Regions from separate parts of the Mus musculus genome. Here region 2 is linked to region 1. The links are chromatin contacts, called in public promoter capture Hi-C maps. All regions are on one chromosome and are shown on one strand. The core of a region is the stretch at or near the end of the contact, and the rest is flanking DNA. Distances in the headings are between cores, read along the strand shown. Region 1 holds the start of Uqcr11 (ubiquinol-cytochrome c reductase, complex III subunit XI). Region 2 holds the start of Slc39a3 (solute carrier family 39 (zinc transporter), member 3).

Evidence for each region. Promoter capture Hi-C pulls out the DNA fragments that hold promoters and counts their contacts.
Region 2: a promoter capture Hi-C map of neural stem cells shows a contact between it and region 1. The contact joins the promoter of Slc39a3 here to the promoter of Uqcr11 in region 1. A contact is called at or near these places in 3 of 39 promoter capture datasets (fetal liver, hematopoietic stem and progenitor cells and neural stem cells), 1 of 115 datasets of contacts at active chromatin or transcription factors (bone marrow-derived macrophages) and 2 of 9 other capture datasets (adipose tissue and liver).

What each region holds. Positions count from the first base shown.
Region 1 is chr10:80,402,870-80,408,691 of GRCm38.p6, reverse strand. Uqcr11 (ubiquinol-cytochrome c reductase, complex III subunit XI) reads left to right here and starts at 1,871. Exons shown (of 3, transcript NM_025650.2): 1 at 1,871-1,996; 2 at 4,406-4,556; 3 at 5,537-5,695. The coding sequence starts at 1,947. The coding sequence ends at 4,526.
Region 2 is chr10:81,034,152-81,040,319 of GRCm38.p6, reverse strand. Slc39a3 (solute carrier family 39 (zinc transporter), member 3) reads left to right here and starts at 3,005. Exons shown (of 4, transcript NM_001358898.2): 1 at 3,005-3,116; 2 at 5,315-5,402.

The sequences.
Region 1 (5,822 bases), core at 622-3,121:
TGTTCGGAACCATGGTAACGCCTTGTTATGGCAAATAATCTGTTTACCACTTTGGCTCGGGAACCTGCCACTTCTGGAAGCCATGGGAGGAACAGCTGGAATGAATACAAGACTGCCTTGCCTTATCTCTGCTTTAGTGGCAAACAGGCAGGAGAGTGTGGGATCACCCAGACTTCAGGCTTTTGGGAAGCAATTGACCTGTCTTGGGCCCAAGTGGCTGTGAGTCCCTATGCCCGGGGGTGCATGGCCACCCTCTGACAGTCTCCATCTCCCTGATCTAGACTTACAGAAGTGTAGCTACATCTCTATGAAGTTGGGTCCTCAGGCAACTTACCACTGAGGCCCTCTGCCTTATGACCTTTTTTAAGGTTGCACTGTGTGTGTTTGGCCTGTAGCTTGCCATGCTGGCAAGGCTGGTATTAACTCAGCTCCAGGTCTGTCAGTCTCCCCAGTCCTAAGCATTAAACACGTGGCCACCATACCCAGCTTTGCTTTTTTTAAAGTTTATGGGATGTTTTGTCTGTATATTTATCTGTGCACCACGTGTGTGCAGGCTCTGATGTCAAAAGAGGGCATCAGATCTCCCAGAAATGGAGCTACAAGGGGCTGGGTGCTGCCATGTGGGTGCTGGAAACCAAACCCAACATGAATGAACAGGCAGTGCTCCTAGCCGTACCTGAGACAGGCTTTTGGCTGAACCTGGAGGTGACCAGAGTAGTTCAGCCTTTGGATCCCGTGTCTGTCATCCTATGTTGACAGGGGTTACAAGTGTGGGCCACCACACATGGTTTATGTGGTCCTCATGCTATATGACACACACTTTACCCACTGAACTGTCTCTTCAGCCTGATATCCTTTTGTGTCAACCAGAGGACATGGTCTCCTGAGGGCAAAGAATTTTCCTTGCTCCACAATCCTAAGGGCATGGAACCCCCAACCTAGTAATAAGGCCCGCCCCTGATGTAGCAACTCTGTGGTCTGGTTCTTGGCTAAGGTCAGTGGCATAACTGAACCTACATACATTGGGCCTGTGGGGTCCAGGGCTCCGCAGACACCCATATGCCAGTCGCTGACCATTCAAAAGTGAGGCTGAAGTAACAAGGGACAGACCTTCTATCTAGGCTCCTTCCGGAGGGATGTGTATCTGAGGATGTGCCCGCCTTCTTTCTGCCAGTCAGGGGTGCAGTTAGTGGGTTAGCTGAGTAGTTAAAATGTGCCTGTTCTGGGAGATCAGGCAAAGCAGGGACTTAAGCAGAGAGGGTAACCAATGAGAGTCAGCCTGTGCACCAAAGGTGTCCCATTGCAAAAATCCAAGCAAATGGAGGTTAAGAGGGCACTTGCCATTTGACTGGAGTCCCTCAGCGACTCACCGACAACTTCAAATGTATTCAAAGGTGTGGCCCAACTCGAGCCTTTCCCCTTCAGGGTCTGTGCTCAAGTTCCTCTGGTTTAAATTGATCAAAGATAGGGCTGTGGCTCAGTGGGACGAACGCTCCTCTAGCGTGTCCAAGGCTCTGGGGTCCAGTCCCAGCACTCCCTGTCTACCCCAGGCTTACACTTTAGGAGGTGGAGGCAGGAGTCTGAGGAATTCACGGCCAGCCCTGAATATAGGAGACCCCCATATCAAAAACACCTAAGTATGTGTATTATTAAAGTTATTATCAGATTAGTACTACGTGGTCAAAGTCACACACACTCTCCCCACCCCATCCCCGGTGTTCCAGTGTGCATGGAGCTACTGCTGGGATCCACTGCAACCACAGAACCAGGACAGAAGCGGATCAGTAACGTCTTTCTCTCCTCCCCGGAAGTAGATGTCAATGTCTTCGGCGCCACCCCCGGAAAAGGTGGAGCGATCGCCTTCACGCATGCGCTATACGTCTGCACATGCGTAGTGCTCCAGGGCAGCGGAACGGGGTGACCCTGAGTATTGAGACCCTGCAGCGATGCTGAGCAGGTTTCTAGGCCCGCGCTACCGGGAACTGGCCAGAAACTGGTGAGGAGGTCACCCGCCATTCCACCGTGTGCTCTGGGGACTGGGGAAACCTGAGGCTGTAACAGGCAGAGTATTGCGGGACACAGTGCAGGTGGAAGCTCCGAGGTTAAGCTGCAATCGCCTTCGTTCGGTGTCTGAGGTGCTCCAAGCCTGGGTTTCCCCAGCTTGACCTGGGTAGCCTTGTGTGCGGCTCTGGGTGGGTACCCTGGACTCCTACGGCTCGGAACTCCGACGTGCAGCCTGGCGACTTGCAGCCTTTGGCTTTGATTTTGCAGTCTTTCGTGTACTTCGTTTTTTCGTTTAAACAGTGTTTTTGTAACCCCAAGTTGGTCTGGAACTCCCACCAATCATCCTGCCTCACACTTCTTGAACGCTAGAATAGCGGGCACCCACCCTCACCTGAATGTTTTCTTTGCATGCGTGTCTGTGTACCGTATACGTGCCCAGTATCCAGGTAGGCGAGAAGAGGCCATCGGCTCCCCTGGTACTAGAGCTAGAAATGGTTATGAAGCATGTGGGTGCTGGAAATTGAACCTGGGATCTCTGGGAAAAGGGCCATCTTCTCCAGTTTAATTTTTATTAATAGTTTATTTCCAATTATATGTATATGTGTGGGTTTGTGTGCGTGTAGTACATAGAACCGGTACTACACGCACAGGTGCCGGAAGTCTCCAGAAGATGGTGCTCAGGGTCCATCCACAGCGCCACACAGGGGTTGTCACAGCACTGGGGGTAGAGGGGTGGGGTGGTGGCAGGCAAGAGCCAGGAGTTTATGGCCATCCTCTGATACATAGTGAATTCCAGGTCGGGGTAGGGTACATTGAACCCTGTCTCCATGAATGATGAATGAATGAGTATAGCTATACCATGACTGACCCTTCTGGGTAGGCTGTATGGTATTAGTGGCCGCAGCGGAGGGTGGCATGGATCAGACAGAAGACACCTGCTGGGAGGCCAGGGAGAGGGCTCACCTGTGGGAGATTCCGTTTGTGTGTGAGGCTTGGAGGTGACACTCTGGGTGTCTTAGCAGGGGACAGAGGAGGTAAGGTTCTGGCACTGTTGCTCAGTGGCTGGTATCTTGGTGCTCTGTGTAGTTCAGATTCATGGGCTGTCTACAAACTGTCCACATGGTCCCACTGGGCATAACCAAACAGAGCAGTATCCACATGGTCCCACTGGGCATAACCAAACAGAGCAGCGGATGAACTTTGCCCCCAGTAGCCTGGTCCTGCTGCCCAGGGAAGGGTCTTCTGATGAATCAGCCCCAACTCCCACTCACCTGAGACAAGAATCTCACTGACATCCAGTCCTCGGAAGCCAAGTGCCAGCTGTCACGGTCACATATGCGATGTAACAGGAGTTTACAAGTTTACCACAGTATGTTGCCCATCGTGATAGTGCATGCCTGTAATCCAAAGGCTTGGGAGGCTGAGGCAGGAGGATCACAGGTTCTAGGTGTGCTTAAGTTGCATATTGAGTCTTGTCTCAAAAAACTCTAGGCAAAAAGTAATAATGGCTGTGCTGAGAGTCAAGGACTCAGGCACAGCTCGGCCAAGCTCAGCCAGGCTCAGTTCCCAACCCGTGCCTCGAGCACTCTCCTAGTTTTACTTTCATGTAGGTCTCATGGAACCGGGGCAGGCTTCTAACTCTCTCTGTGACCAGAGATAGCCTTGAACTCATGAACGCACCTGGTTCATGTGCTTGGGATGGAAGCCAGGGCTTCCTGTGTGTCAGGCAAGCTCTCTATCCACTGAGCAACAGCCACAGCCTCCCCTCCACCCTGGTTTTTATGTCATGTATGTGTGTGTGTTGTATTTTATATGTCATGTCTGTGTGTTTGTTGGCACCAGTGCCAGCCACAGTATGTGCATGGAAGTCAGACAGCAGCTTGAAAGTGTGGGTTCCCTACGACCTGGGTTCCAGTGACCATGACAGGCTTGGTAGCAGGGGGCCTTTTCCCTCTGAGCTGGCCTCAAACTCCGAGAGAGTGCTGGGGTTAGGGTTATAGTGTGAGCACTGTGCCTGGTGACCACGTTTTTATTTTTCAAGTAGGATCTCAGTCTGTAGCTTGGGCTGGTTTTGTCTGTAGTTGTTGTTTTGAGACAAGTTTCTCTGTGTAGTCCTAGCTGTCTTGAACTCAGACATCCTCCTCCTGCCTCTGCCTCTCAAGTGCTGGGGTTAAAGGTGAGTGCTAGCCTGCCTGGCCTGTGAATCTGGTTTTGAACTCAAAGCAGCCCTCCTGTCTCAGCCTCCCAAGTCTGGTGGTGGGGGTTATGCAGGACCTCCTGCCCTGCAAAGTCGAGGGAATATTGTGGGCCCTTGACTGACATCAGCATGGGATATGATGGGAGAAGGTTCTCAAAGGCTAAGTTACCAGCAGAGTCTAACAGCCTCACTCTTTCCTACCAGGATTCCCACAGCCGGCATGTGGGGCACTGTGGGTGCCGTGGGACTGGTGTGGGCCACGGACTGGCGGCTGATCCTGGACTGGGTGCCTTACATCAACGGCAAGTTTAAGAAGGACGATTAGGCAGCCCCTCCCCCACCACAGGCCTCGATGGTGAGTCTGAGTGTTGGCCTGACTTCTATGGATTGGGAGTTCTGGGGTGGCCTGGACCTTAAGCAGGAATTCCTTTTGTCCCTTGCCATCATCTCTTTTGTTCCTTGTATCTCTTGGAATACATTGCATGCTGAGGGCATGCAACACTGTGTCCCCATCAAACCACACCAAACTGGCTATTTTGCTAATGTTGGTAGCTTGTTGCCCAGAGTACAGTCCTATTTAGACCACCTGACTTGTGTATATGTGTGTATGTGCAAGTATGTATGTGCACATGCACACATAGGGAGGCCAGAGACTGAGATGGGAGCTTTCCTCTGTCTCTACTATCTATCACCTTTAATCAGAGTCTCTCACTGAACCAGAAATGTGCCACTTTGGCTTGGTCCTGGCTAGCCAGCACCTTCCCAGGGTCAGCCTGTCTCTTGCGGCCTTGTCCCTAAAGTGCTGGGACTATAAGTATATATAGCCATGCTTAGCTTTGATGTACTACTGGAGATTTGAACTCAGTTCCTGGTCCTTTCACAGCAGGCTCTTACTGGCCATCTCTCTAGCTTGTCCACTTTGTGTTTTAAGGTTCATGTTTGTGTGTGTGTTTGGGGGCTGTACCTGCAGTGCTCACAGAGGCCACAAGGGGGCATCTGACCTGAAGTCTGGTGGTTATGAGCTGCTGTGTGTGGTTGCTGGGAACTGGACCCAGGTCACCTCTCCAGATCCATCCATACAGGTCTCTTGTTGAACTGGAGCTCCTGGATTAGGTAGACTGGCCAGTGAGCCTCCTGACTTTTTGCATGTCTGCTGGGGGGTGGATGGAACTCATTTCCTACCTACTTATTGCTCCTCCAACCCTCTCACTCCATCTTATAGACAAGGGCCTTGTAGTGTGACACTGCTGGCATCACTCCCAGAGCTCAGAGGCCCTGGGCTGCCCGAGCTGGTTCAGTGTGCTTAGCTTACTCACCCTTTGTCCCCTCCCCCAGGTACCATGTGCCGAGGCCTCAGACACAGCGTAGTCCTGTGGAAGACACTGAGGAAGCTGGACACTGGAGAGGTCTGCACCGCTCAGGGAGCTTCCATGTTGACAGACACTAGGGCTGCCTTGATGGGTGCAGCATTAAACCTTATTCTTATGCCTTGGACGCCTGGCTCCTTCCTCATCATCTTCCTCAAGGCTTTCCGTGCTCAAGGGAAATTCGTCTCAGCCCCCAGCACTTGCACGTCTGGGAGAGTCTTTAACAAGCAGAAACCCTTACACTACATTCAAGT
Region 2 (6,168 bases), core at 1,756-4,255, 630 kb before region 1:
GAGCCACTACTTTCCCCGCTCAGTTTGTATCTTTTAAAAATCTTTATCTATGTCCCAATTTGTAGTGCAGGCTGGCCTCAACATCTCAAATGTCAGAGCTTCTGCTGTGAACCAACTCCCAACTCCCTTTGTTTGTTTTTCTGTCTTAGAGTTTCATGGCTGTGAACAGACACCATGACCAAGGCAACTCTTGTAAAGGCAGACACTTCACTGGGGCTAGCTTACAGGTTCAGAGGTTCAGCCCATTTTCATCATAGCAGGAAGCATGGCAGCATCCAGGCAGGCATGGTGCATCAGCAGCCAAGAGTTCTACATCTTCATCTGAAGGCAGCCAGGAGAAAACTGAAATTTCACACTGAGCAAGCTTGAGCATAGAAAATCTCAAAACCCACCTCCACAGTAGAAATTCCCCCAACAAGGCACCACCTCCTAACAGTGCCACTCCCTATGGCCAAGCATTCAAACACGTGAATGTACTGGGACCATAGCTATTCAAACTACCACAGTCTTTCTATGTAATCCTGAATGTCCTGTAACTTGCTATATAAATCAGGCTGGTCTTGAACTCACAGAGATCTACCTGCCTCTACTCTTTCCTGAATGCTGGGAGAAAAGGTTTGCACTACTATACCTGGTTGATCCCAGCACTTATGAAGTAAATGTTGTAATTGTTATTACTTCTACTACTTCATGTATGTTTGCACAGTGGGGGTACAGCACATGTATGTGACATGTCATGTATTTGGAGGCCAGAGAACAATTCAGAGTCTGTACTACTTTTCCAACCCTGCATGGTCCCAGGCATTGCAATCTTGTGAGCCAAGTTCCTTTGATCCACTGACCCATCTCAATGTCTCCCTAGCCCTTCCCTGTAGGGCATCATGTGGTTTTGCCTGGCCTTGACCTTAGGAATTAACCGAAGCTGACCTCATCTTCCTGCCTCAATTTTCCAAGTGCTAGGATATGTTTATTTTAGACCTGTTAAAAAAGATAAGTTGGTTGTGTTATCCCAGGACTTGAGAGGCAGAAGCAGGCAGATCTCTGAATTTGAGGCCAGCCTGGTCTATAAAGCAAGTTCTATGACAGCCAGGGCTACACAGATAAATCCTGTCTGAATAAAACAAAACTAATGAACAAACAAAAAATTTAATTAGTTTAGGATATTTGATATAGTGACTTGATGAACTCAGCCATAATTCATATGATGCTGTCAGCCATGTTTGCTTCAAATCTTTGAGTGAATATATATTAGTTTCTATTGACTAGATACACAGAGCTGTGGCTGCGCCATAGGATGAGTATACACTGGACGCCCATCTGTACTGTCTGTTAGCCAGGAAGGAGAAAGTCCCCAGGCGTCACTGTTCTTCACACAATGGCTTCAAATCTGCTGGTTTAGAAATGACCTTTGCTGGGCTTGGTGGTGCACATCTTTAATCCCAGCACTTGGGAGGCAGAGGCAGGCGGATTAATGAGTTGGAGGCCAGCCTGGTCTCCAGAGTGAGTTCCAGGACAGCCAAGGCTGTCCTGAGAACCCTGTCTTGAAAAACAAAACAAAACAAAAGAAATGACTTTTATCTGGAAACACCCCAACTCTCCAACAAAATTCAAGCAGATCTATAGTTAGTTAATCCAAACAATAGAATACTATTTAACAATTAGAAAGGAGGACTGAACACAGCTCATCAGTTAAGAAGACTGACTGGCTGCTCTCACAGAGAATGCAGGTTTGTTTCACACATTGTAGCTCAGGACCACCTGTGACTCTGACCCAAGGTCATGCAACACTTTCCTCTGACCTCTTTGGGCACCAGAGACACACATGGCACTTAGACATGCAGGCAAAGCATTCATACACATAAAATCAAACCAAATAAATCTTTAAAAAAATAAGTTATTTACTTATTTAGATGGACAATGGTGGCGCATATTTTTTATTCTGAGCACTCTGGGAGGCAGAGGCAGGCATATCTCTGAGTTTGAGGCTAGCCTGGTCTACAGAGTGACTTCTAGGTCAGCCAGAAACCCTGTCTCAAAAACCAAATAAATAAGTGAAAATACGAGAAGCTCATGTCACATACATCAGGGTAGGCTCATGTGTTAGTGTGCTGTGCATGGCTCTTTTGATACAGTGTCTCATTCTGTAGGCCAGTCTTGGAAGACAGAGTACATGGATCTTCTGCCTCAGCCTCCAGAGTGTGCTGGGATGACAGACATACATCACCATGTGTAAAACTATAGTGTTCTGTAAAGCTTTGATCTGCAGTGAATGAAGCGTCTTTGTCATCTTTGTTGTCTAGCACAGTAAAAGCACGGTTTACACAGCATACATATTGTGTGAGGTGCTCTAGATATAGCAGGAGGCCAGGTATGGTGACTCACACCTACAATCCAAGCGCTCGGGAAGCTGATGCAGGAGGATTCTGAGCTTTCTGCATGCCACCCAGCCTGGGCTGCTCAGCAAGACCGTAGCTCAAACAAATGAATGTAAAAATAAGGCATACTGTGTAGTATCTGTAGGCTCTACTCAGGTGCCATGTCACTTCAGGAGACATTTCCTAGGCTGCAGGTATGGGTAGAATGATTACATTGTTAGTAACTGTAGTGATTGAGGGGCACAGTAGACCTCTTGAGCTTGAATTTATTCTGGCTATCAATAGATATTTGGTGGACGCCTGTATCTTCTTAAGCCGCGAGGAAAGACTTCAAGAATGTTCCATTCGCTGTAGGAAATCGCTTCCTGCCAAGCCTCCAGCCACACTCATTCAGTACCACGCGACCCTGGACAGCTCCGGGATGGAGGCCCTACTTCCGGAACTATGTTGCCAAGTAGTGTTTTCTATCGGAATCATTTGGTAGCTGCACTCATGTTTAGAAAGGAGAAAACTGCTTTCCGGAGCCAGTAGGCGTTGCAGAAGGATTGGCAGCAGCATCGACCAATGGACTATGAGTTCTGTCGAGTGGCACTGACAGTGTCCAATAGACGCTGATGTGGGCGGGGCGTAGGTAGCAGCTCGCAGCCCCGGGGGTCTCGGCTGGTCCGCTGCGGCGGGGTCCGGACCGCGGGGCAGTTGGCGGCAGGTGGCACTGGCTGGAGGCCTGAGGAGCTGTCAGAGGTACAAGAGGGGTCAGGGCGTGGCCTGGGCGTGGCGGGCTTGGGGCAGGGCGGAGCCGAGGGCCCTGGCCGACCGTGCCTGCCTGTTCACAGAGTCTTTGCTTCAGTGTGAGGCTGAGTGGAGCACACAGTAGGCGCACAATAAGTGATTAAGGAAAGACTGAGCTTGTCGCCCGCCAGCCCTGCCCCGACTGGCCCGATTTTGAGAGCACCCGAGGTATCCCTACCTGACCCTGTCTTCTAGCATCAATTGGGCGCCTGTTGTATGCACTTTGCCTTGTGTTCACAGCAGTGGAGGGAAGGACTTTAAGGGAGTTATTTTTGTTGTTAATTTTTTAAAAAATTATAGTAATTATGTCCTTTATAATATTCCTCTAGAATATTTTAATTTTAAAGTTTAACTTAATTTTAACCTTATTTATTTCATCCTAATTTTCTTTCGTATTTTATTTTCATTTTTTTTTTTGTTTTTGTTTTTGTTTTTGTTTTTTTTGTTTTTTGAGACAGGGTTTCTCTGTATAGCCCTGGCTGTCCTGGAACTCACTTTGTAGACCAGGCTGGCCTCGAACTCAGAAATCCGCCTGCCTCTGCCTCCCAAGTGCTGGGATTAAAGGCGTGCGCCACCACTGCCCGGCCTATTTTCATTTTTAAAATTTACTTTCCTTCTTTTTTTTTTCGACAAAATTTACTTTTCAAATTTATTTTATGTGTCTGTGTTTATGCACATGTGTGCAGTGCCCAAAGCGGCCAGAAGAGGGGAATAGATAGATCTTTCTAGGCTAGAATGGAACCTTGGTCATCTGCAAAAACAGCCAGTGCTCTCAACTGCTGAGAGTGTCTCTGCTGCTACTATCTTATCTTATTATTTCATTTCTTTATTTATATTTCTTTCCAAGTCAGGGTTTCTCTTTGTAAACCTGGCTGTCCTGGAACTCACTTTGTAGACCAGGCTGGCCTCGAACTCAGTAATCTGCCTGCCTCTGCCTCCCAAGTGCTGGGACTAAAGGCGTGCGCCACCACTGCCCGGCTGTATTTTCTTTTTAAATTTTGTTGTATTACTTTATTCTGAAGTAGGGTCTTCCTCACTGTCCAGGCTGGTCTCAAATGTGTAGCCGTTGTCCCGCCTCACCCTCCTGTGTACTAAGATGATAGTCACATCCCTTCAGACCGTGTATGTGCACACGTGAGGAGCCTAAACTTCCATATCAGTGTCTTCCTTGATCGCTCCCATAATTTAACATTTTACATATATGTGTGTTTTGCTTCTTTTCATGGCTGTGCACCTGTTGGGAACAAAATAAAGGGGGACCCTGGGGGCCCTGGGGAAAAGTGGGGGAGGAAAAGGGGTCTAACGTCCTGCTAGGGTTCCTGTGCTCTGGGCAGGCAGATGCAGGCAGAGCTGCCGGACGCTTTTCCACAGGGCCCAGGGTGAGCATGCCTGACTCATTTAAGAGCTTTATTATAGAAATGCAGGGGAGAGAGAGAGAGAAAGGGAGAGAGAGAGAGAGAGAGAGAGGGAGAGAGAGAGAGAGAGAGAGCGAGAAAGGGAGAGGGAGAGGGAGAGAGAGAGAGATTTATGGTCTTCCCTGTTGCTAGGTAACTGGGGAGGAGTTTAGCCTGAAGGTCAGAAGCTTGGGCCATTGCTTACATGACTACTGACCATGCTTCTCTTGAGGGGGCTGTGGGAGGTGGTACCTTAGTCAGGGGCCGGAGTTCCAGGAGCATGAGGGAACACCTACCGTGTCATTTAGGTGAATTATAACCATCGGGGTTCAGACCTCAGTTTGACTGGAGACCAGCCTTCAGTTCCCCACATGTACCCCTTATGTGCCTGGTGCCTGCAGAGACCAGGAGGGGCATTGGGTCCCCAGGAGCTGGATCTACAGGTGGGTTGTGGTCCACCATGTGGGTGCTGGGAACCAAATCCAGGTCCTCTGGAAAGGCACCCAGTACTTTCAGCATTGAGAGCCTAGAGCTGTTGACTGGGCCAGAGTGGCTGGACAGCATGTCCCTGTGGTCCCCTTTCTCCACCTCCAAAGTTCCAGGACAACCCAGATATATACAGTCCCTTTGGTGCAGTAGAAGGGACAGGGCTAGGGCAGGGACAGGATGCCGCTGACTGCAGAGGGTGAGCCGGGGTGTGTTCAGCAGCACGAGGGAAGCAGCTTCACTCCTAATGAACCATGCTTTGTGAGGCAGGAGAACACGTAAGAACAACCCTACATTTTGGCCACCACATCCACTGAGCCAGCTGCCACCTTGCACCTGCCCTGCACCAAGCCTCAAGGTGGGTACCAGGGCTGCAGCTGGGAGCAGGAGTCAGGTGGTCTGCAGGAGGCCTTCCCAGGGACAAAATATAAAGATACCTGTGGAGGATCCAGGGATGTGGGGTGGGGTGGGGCAGGGCGGGGATGCTCCAGGCAGACGAAGTAGTCTGTGTAAAAACCCTGGGGCTGGCACAGTCTTGGCAATCAGGACTCTGGCAGGCTGGTGTGAGTTGAGTTGAGTTGACACCAGTTATGTAAGGCCTATCCTTGGGGTAACAGGTTGAGATTCTCTGTCAGGGCAGCAACACCATGAGAGTGCTCTAGCACCAATGGGATCATTCCATGCTTGTGTTTAACCTGGAAGCTACTCAGCTCAGGTGGCTACCAAGCAGCTGTCAGCACGGAACCAGGAGCTAAATATATTCAGCTTCCTGTGCCCTGCATGAATGTGTGTCTGTGTGCACGTGTGTGTGAATGTACATGTGTGTGAATGCATGTCTGTGTGCATGTATGTGAGTGTGTGTCTGTGTGCATGTGTGTGAATGTGTGTCTGTGTGCATGTGTGTGAATGTGCATGTGTGTGCATCTGTGTGTGCATGTGTGTGAATGTGTGTCTGTGTGCATGTTTGTGAATGTGTATGTGTGTGAATGCATGTGTGTGTGCATGTGTGTGTGTGTGAATTTGTGCATGTACTGAAAGCCAGAGGTAAACCCCCAGTGTCTTGCTCAGTTGCTCTCCACCTTAGTTCTGGAGTCAGGGTCTCAGGAACCTGGAGCTCCCTGGTT